Regions from separate parts of the Arachis hypogaea genome. Here region 2 is linked to region 1. A link is a contact called in public Hi-C data. All regions are on one chromosome and are shown on one strand. Each heading gives the region's core, a stretch centred on a gene start, on an enhancer-like site or on the middle of the called end of the contact. The rest is flanking DNA. Distances are from core to core; before and after follow the strand shown. Region 1 has its middle 17 kb from the start of LOC112702804. Region 2 holds the start of LOC112702805 (asparagine synthetase [glutamine-hydrolyzing] 1).

Evidence for each region. A called contact is a pair of places that touch in the nucleus more often than the background predicts.
Region 2: a contact with region 1 is called in a Hi-C map of an unstated tissue, with 5 times the contacts expected there. The contact joins the promoter of LOC112702805 here to the enhancer-like site in region 1. A contact is called at or near these places in 2 of 8 Hi-C or Micro-C datasets (leaf and an unstated tissue).

The regions. Positions count from the first base shown.
Region 1 is chr7:22,635,217-22,639,282 of arahy.Tifrunner.gnm2.J5K5, reverse strand. No RefSeq gene overlaps it. Among protein-coding and RNA genes, the nearest start is that of LOC112702804, 17 kb to the right of the region's middle. Within about 2 kb of position 1,997, at least 3 of the 3 cell types and tissues checked have open chromatin away from gene starts, as enhancers often do.
Region 2 is chr7:22,708,865-22,712,930 of arahy.Tifrunner.gnm2.J5K5, reverse strand. LOC112702805 (asparagine synthetase [glutamine-hydrolyzing] 1) reads right to left here and starts at 2,366. Exons shown (of 13, transcript XM_025753983.2): 1 at 2,099-2,366; 2 at 113-251. The coding sequence starts at 2,178. It overlaps LOC112701285, which reads right to left. Exons shown (of 3, transcript XM_025752064.2): 2 at 3,082-4,066; 3 at 3,019-3,028. The coding sequence ends at 3,019.

The sequences.
Region 1 (4,066 bases), core at 748-3,247:
ATTTGACCATAAGCTTGAGCAGCATTGTTTGCTCTCGCTTTGTTCAAAATCCCATTCAAATCATCTCTAGGAGGATTATTACCATGAACTCCCCCAAAAGGTTAGGCTATTGGTCGATTCATTGATTCCGCAATATCATCGACTCGTCAAGCAACTTGCTCTATTCTGGCATTGTTATTTTCTAACATTGGAGTTAATATTGTATCTATCTATTAATTCAGCATATTTACTAGATCATGATGGATATCTTCGATTTGTTGTCTAAATATAGCTAAAGACTCGACTATATTAGGCGAAGATGTCCTTACAGGTATCTTCCTTGATAACTCCGGCAATATTGAAGTATGGGTCCCTCCTATCGACACCCTAGGGACTCCTACACCCTGTGTCGAAATGACATTCAACATTGTAAGAATAGATTGTAGTATAAGAACAGTCGTAAGATATAGAAGGTTGTTTATTAAGGGTTGATAGGCATTATAATTTGCCATGTAAGGGTAGTATTGAATGTCTGTACCCATTGAAGGAAAACTTGATGGAGGTGTCTGACTATATAAAAGATTATTTTTTTTATAGTGTTAATACCTCAAGCATATATGGCATTAGGATTCTTCAGAGGCAGTAAATAGTTTGGAGGTAGTCTATATTAAGGCCATTTGACGGTTATGGCAGTTGAAATATATTCTGTCGACCGTTGACTCGAAAGACTGGTCAAATAGACTGCCTCTATTTCAGGGCTTCTAATGGAATTTTTACTATCATTATTCGACGTATCTATCGAAGTTGAAACTCTATCTGTCATGATTAATTTACCACTGCGTAAATGCATACACAAATTTAACCCGGGATCCCACTAGGCGTACCAATTTGTTTCACTCAATTTTTGTAATCTCGACAGAGTGTCTCAACAAGGTGTTAAAATTGAGCTTGTATCAAGATCTTAAATATTGGGGAGTCATGCTCTTCTGAAAAAAGAGTGGGTTGATCCGGAAATTACTTAATTATAGTGTCAAAACAATTTTACGTAGGAATCACCAGTGGTTAAATAACAAGGGAATAAACAATTAGATAAAGAAGACAACGAAAGTGTAAAACATTGATCAAAGCAAAATAATAACAAAATTTAAATGAAATAAACGTCAATGAATCAAATAAGTAAAAGAAAACAAGTTAAAAATTGACTTCTAACACTCACATGCACTTGCACTCCATATTCTTCCGTTGCGTCACGGAGACTGGGAGGGAATCTATGAGTTTATGTGATGATTTAGTGTTCTTAGTTGAAGTTCCAAAACTCTTCTAAGTTTCTATTACTTACAGGCCATGAAGATGAACTTGTCCTGACCACGAGGAATTTTGATCCTCAAATTTTGACATCTACGTCTCTCTTTGTCTTCAAGTCCCATGTCTCTTTAGCTTACTCCTTGAATTCTGCGTCCATGTTCTCCACTTAGTTTTGATGGTTGAGTAGTAAACCTTGATACTTAAGGAAATGTAATAACTACCTTTCGACTTTAACGCTCTTTGTACCATCTTTTTTTTTTATTTCTGTTTTATCCCGTTTTGTTTCAGTAATTGAAATCTTTAGTAGTCGAAACGTCTTTCTTGTCAAGAGAGATCTATTTTTTGTACTAAAAAAGATTGAACATGTGAAAGGTAAACCAATTCAAATAATATACACACAATTTTTTAACATATAAATTAAAATAAAATAAATTAGAGTTACTTACACAACTTATATATAAAAATATTTAAATAATTTTTTTTTTCAAAAATTTTAGGGATTTCTATAGATCAATCCGCCCTATTTCCAGTTATTTGTGGGAGCGAATTCCTATTTCCGTAAAAATTTTATGGTCCCCATTAGCCTCCTTATCACGAATAATTTTTGGTGCGAATTTTTTTTTTTTTGTCGTCTCTATTAATGATGATCAACTTAATTACATATTCTAAGTATAAATCAGATATCATGTGAAGCTTCCTATAAGACCCTGCAACACAACCGTATTTGTCCTTTTTCAGAGACACTTGTTAAATAATGCATTTGAACAACTTAAATCTATAGGTATAAAAAATTTCTCTTATCTACATCATAAAATTGGCCTTAAGAAAAAAGAGGTAATTGAAGAAAGTTACTGTAACTATGTAAGTTGGTCAATCCGAAAGTTAGAACCGTGGTAACTGGTAAGTGTAATTTAGACAATGATGATAAGAACTGTAGTTAGTTCAATTTTTTCTATCCAAAACAATAAAAAAATTTCACATACCAGCAAACTCGAAAACTAGTAAAAGCCCAAAATTTCAACAATCTCACAAGTTTAAAACTCAGCTGTAAATGAAACCTGTCCAAAACAAACCCAAATCAAATTAGCTTTTTGTTTTTGTCTTAATCAAATGAGCCTTAGAAATGATCTTTTATGGGGTCTCTATTCGCTTTATCTTTGTTTGTTGTTCTTTAGTTTCATTTTTGGACCTTTGGCCCTTTTCTGTAGCTTGAAATATATTTATCCTAAGAACAATTAAAACTTCGCTGTTTTGTTGCCTATGTTTTTTTCTTTTTTTCTTTTTCCTTTTGGGTGTTCCGTTTTTTTCAGTTGGGTTTCTTTTGGGTTTTCGATCCCTTCTTAAGTGGTGAAGCTTGAAGAGAATTTTTGAAGGAACCAATAATTTAAATATAAAATTATATAATGATATTTATATTTAAATTTTAACATAATTTTTGGTGGAGTTTCGAAGGTTACAACTTGTGAATTCTTCATCAAATCTACATAAATATAATCAAGTATTATTGAATATTTTAATATTTTGTCTTAAAGAATTAAATTAACAAACCAATAAAAATATAAATAGTACTAAATAAAATAAAATCTTAATTTCAATCCCACTAATTGCAGCATAAAAATTGGAAAGTCCTGCAACCTGTGTCTTATGACTTGTCCTAAACTTTAAAGGCTTTAATCTATTAGTAAATTAGTCAAAATCCAAAATTAAAAGGTTATTGGACTAATTTGTAATAATAAAAAAAGAATTTATCTATTTTATATTAAGATTGTAAATTAAAATTTTTTATTAAAAACATAAAAAATTTAAATTTTATATTTATTAACTAAAAAATTTTAATTTTTTTAATAATAAATTAAGAATACATGTCAACTAAACCCTAAAAAAAATAACAAGTGAACGAGAAATATTATATATTATGACACCACTAATATTTTTCACAAACTATTGGAGCAGGTGCATGTGCAAAGCTATGCCATTGCCCTTCTTGTACTTTTTTATTTTTTGGACTGGGACCCTTTTTGTACCTTTAAACAAATATTTATGTGCAAGAATATGTAGTACTTATTGTAATTTTTAAACTTGTGAGATTTTATTGTATTGAAGTGAATCCTAAAAAGAAAAAAAACAAATAAATCTCTGATTTTTTAAATTTTTGATAAATATATTTTTGACAAAATTTAAATATAGAAAAGTCTTTGACTTTAATAAACAGAATATAATTTAGTTCTTCCGTCTATTTGTTTCTCATATACCAAACGGAATTGGCTGATTGATGTGGCAGAAATGATGTCCAGGTGTCCGTTACGGTGTCACGCTGGAAGGGGAATAAAGTTTGAAGGACAAATAAGTCATTGGCGTCATTTTGCAAATAAAGTTCAAAGGACAAATAGGTCCTTAAAAATTTAGTTCATTATGCTTCTATATGTATCATATATTACTATCTAATTGAAATATACATATATTATGTATCATATATTATTATCTAATTTAATAATCAAATGTGTCGCATGACACTCTTATTAAAATTGAGAGAAATATTTTTTTTCAAAGTTAATAAACTCCTTTTCTAAATTCTCTCATCTACCTCTCTCTATTTTTCTATTTCTCTCTACTATTTTTACTCTATATATAATTATATTTTATATTAATAATTTGACAAATCAAAATATATCATCCGATATTTTTTTACAATTAAAATATTTTAAATGTAAAAATATACACATTAAATTATTTTAAATTTTAGATAACGAATGTTAAAATTAACTATTAATAAAAAATTATA
Region 2 (4,066 bases), core at 1,117-3,616, 73 kb before region 1:
TATACAGGTCTTACACTGAAAATGTATCAAAACTAAATTCAAATAGAAAGAGCAGGAAAAAGAGAGAGAGAGTAATGGATATAATTGTAGTATGTGGGGTTAGGGAGGGTACCGTGACAACAACGGTTTTGTCTTCGTTGAAGAGAGGTTGATCACCGGAAGCAGGATCAACTATGGCTAACCGTTGATGAGCCAAGTAACAGTCACCATGTTGGTGGAGCCCACTCCAGTCTGGCCCACGGTGCTTCAACCTGTTTCACTCACGTCACCGTCAACAATCATCATTCACAACTCTACTTTCTATTTATTTCTATCAAATTTCAGTTAATACTTAATATGCAAGTTCGTTAATACATGTAAACAAAAAGAAAATTACACAAATATTTAAACATGTTTAGTCATATAAGCAAATTTTTTTATGCAATTTTATACTATTAGAATTCAGATTGAATAGGTCTAATTCAACTCCAAACTATTTCACAAAATTAAAATATCTATACTTTTTTTAGATCCAAAAATAATTATTTAAAATTCTTACATTTACAAATATCTTAAGGGTCTCTCTAAACTTTATAGTTGCTAAGCAGTTATAACTAGTAAGTACTTTTAATTATATGTTTCTCAATCGTCATTCCTTTTTGGATTTTTCCCATCAAATTTTTTACCAATAATTGAATTTCAATTTCGACCCCACATGTAACATGCCCACTTGTTTATCCTAATAATAGGTGATGACTACCTTAGAATATAGTAATTTCATGTTATTTTTCGTAGTTGCCCACTAATCTTGTGTCCTTATTATAATTTGACACACAAACAAGGAATCCCAACATAAAGTCGTAAATATAATTTCAACTCCTCAATAATGAACTCATATATTCCGTTAAAATATTTGATTGAGTAGACACCACCATCAAACTTGAAGCTAGGAATTCAAGTGTATTATGTCACTTAATGTCCAATATATAATTAGTTCTCATATCACTATCCAATCCAACTCATAACAATATTAATATCACTATAATGTTCACATAATTTTTTGTATACTTTGGTATTAAAATTTGCCACGGCCTACACATGAAAGTCACAGTCACAGAAGATATAGCACATGATGAAAACAAACAAAAGTTTCTGCTATACCTATCGTCATCATCAGCAATTCAGTCTGTACTTATTAAAACCAAATACTTATAATTAGAACAAAGTTCCGGGAATCAAAAGTGCCAAATTCATACATATCATCATCTACTTCATTATTATCTCTATACGTGATAATAGGATTAATCCTAGTAGATATAATATATTGTCTCGTATAAGCATAAGAATTTCAACTTTGATAGACTTTCTTAAAGAATTTTAATTTGATATCACCAATATACATAAATTAAATATCCAAAATAAAACTTTAATTTTGACTTATTCCAATACAAAAAAAGTTACAGTTATATATATATAACTAAATAACTAATGCTATAGAACCAGTATAATTTATTATTTTTAACTAGTAATTAATTAATAATATTTAAAAATATAGACTAAAAATATAGAATTAGACTCTTGAACTAAAGATATTGGACTATTAACTAAAAGTGATGGCCAATATAAACTAAAATATGAGAGAGAGTAGATATACAAATTTTCTTTCTTAATATATTTTTATATTATATATAATTTTTATAATAAAATATTTTGTTAATTTCGGAAACTAAATCCATGACCGTTTATTATGGTGCAATATATTTATCATCTTCATGAGTCTCAAATTTATTATTATTATTATTCATATTTAATTTATAAAAATAGACTAATAATAATCACGTCATCAGTATCTTTTAATGCACTAATATACTATAACGATTCCATTATTGTACCCTGTTAATATGAAATTCAATATTAGCACATAAATTTAACTATTGGTAACTCTCAACTATACATATATAGTAAACGACGAGGTTGATTAGTTCATAAAAGGGAAGAAGCTAAGACTTTGGTTTCATGAGTAGTAGGGAAAAGTATATATATGCATATTTGGAATTAATTAACACATAATTAAGAAACCATATATAAAAAGTATGTATGTAGAAAAAAGAATGATTGCCTGCGAGAAAGCTCAAGGACGCGGACCCTTTTGGCTTGAGAGTCATCAGAGCAACCAAGGACAGCAAGAATACCACACATTTTTTATGATCAAAGCTAATAAGAAACAGAAAAGAAGGAAGAAAAGAAAATGGAAGATAATTAATAACACAATGCAAGGTAGGGTGCAGAGTGGTTTGATACACCGCGCTTGTAAGAACACATATTTATATGCAAAATATGATGTAGGATTTGGACCCACCATATGCGTATTGAATGATGCTCACTCCGAAATGACGTCGTTTTTAGTTTTGATATTCGTGGTTACCGGCAACTGGGTGGTCCTGTAACACTAAACCAAAGAACCCGGGACCACCGCCTTCTTCGTTCATCATCGTGCCACGTGGTGGGACGTGCAGTGGCGGAACCAGAAATTTCATAAGAGGGGGGCCAATTAAATATAAAATATAACAAAAAATTAACAAAATATGATTTGTAGCATATATATCAAAAAAGTAATTATATTATATAAAAGTCAATGTTCAACTACATACTTTAAGATTTTGATATTTTTAAACTTGCTCGACGATGCTTCATGGAACTAAAATCATCAATTATCATCTCTGAAGTGAATTTTGAAGCAATTTCCTTTCAATATATACAATCATACAATCTGCTAAAAATTCATCTTCCATCTTGTTTCGAAGCCTTGTTTTAATAATCTTCATAGCTGAAAAGGCCCGTTCAGTTGTTGCTGTTGTCACAGGAAGAGTCAAAACAAGACGAATTAATCTATCAATTAAAGGATATATATTTGATTTTCCTGTCTCTGTCAATTTTTGACACAATTCAGCAAGAGTAGACAAATTCTGAAAATCTGGAGCTTTAACCACATCAAGTTCATAATGTTGTAACTCATAATCCAATTGAATCTTTTCTTGCTCAGAAAAATCTAAAGAATAGAAATTCTTTACAAGATTGCATATGTTGCAAACACTGAATAACTTGAAAGCATCTTTAGGATCTAGAGATGTACTCAGTATGAGGAGCTCGGTTGCTTGCTCACTAAATCTACTATTTAGCTCTTTCAATTGAAAATCTATCACGCTAGTAAAAATGTCAACACGATAGTGGTGTTCAACAGTGACAACATCCTTTTTACGACGAGACCGAATTATGTCACTAAAAGAAGCACCCATATCAGGTATCTGAATAGCATGATCATTGCAGAAAGAACTAACTTTCTCCAAAAGTGCTCCCCAACTACTATCTCTTAACTGTTGAATCAATGACTTTGTACTAGAAACCAGATGCATAACATTCAAAATGTCTTGAGATTTTTGTTGCAATGCTTGACAAAGTTTATCAGTGATTCCCATGATTTCTTTCATCATATGCAAAATGAAAACAAAATCAAATGATAATAAAGATTTAAGAGCATAAGTAGCATCACCACGTTGAGAATATGTAGATCCATTAGTAGCCAAATCTTCCAGAACTGAAGTTGTTGCTCCAAACATACGTAAAAGGCTACAAATTGAGTTGAAGTGAGAGCTCCACCTGGTATCTCCTGATCTTTTTAATGTGCCAATTTGATTTGCTCCTCTTCCTGTTTCAATTTGATTAGTTGCAACTAAATGGGAAATTTCAGTTGCATAAGCAGATCGTAATTCATCATTGCGTTTGCAAGAAGAGCACACAACATTGATAATATTACTCAAACTTTGGAAAAAAGCATGAACATCAACAACTTCTTTAGCCGCAGCAACAAGAGCTAGCTGTAATTGATGAGCAAAGCAATGAACATAATATGCATAAGGACATTCTTGAATAATTAAAGCTTGTAACCCTTTCCACTCTCCACGCATATTACTAGCTCCGTCATACCCTTGACCTCGAACATTTTGAATGTTGAGATTGTGATGAGATAATGCAGAACAAATCTCTTGTTTTAGAGTAGCAGAAGTAGTATCTTTGACATGAACAACAT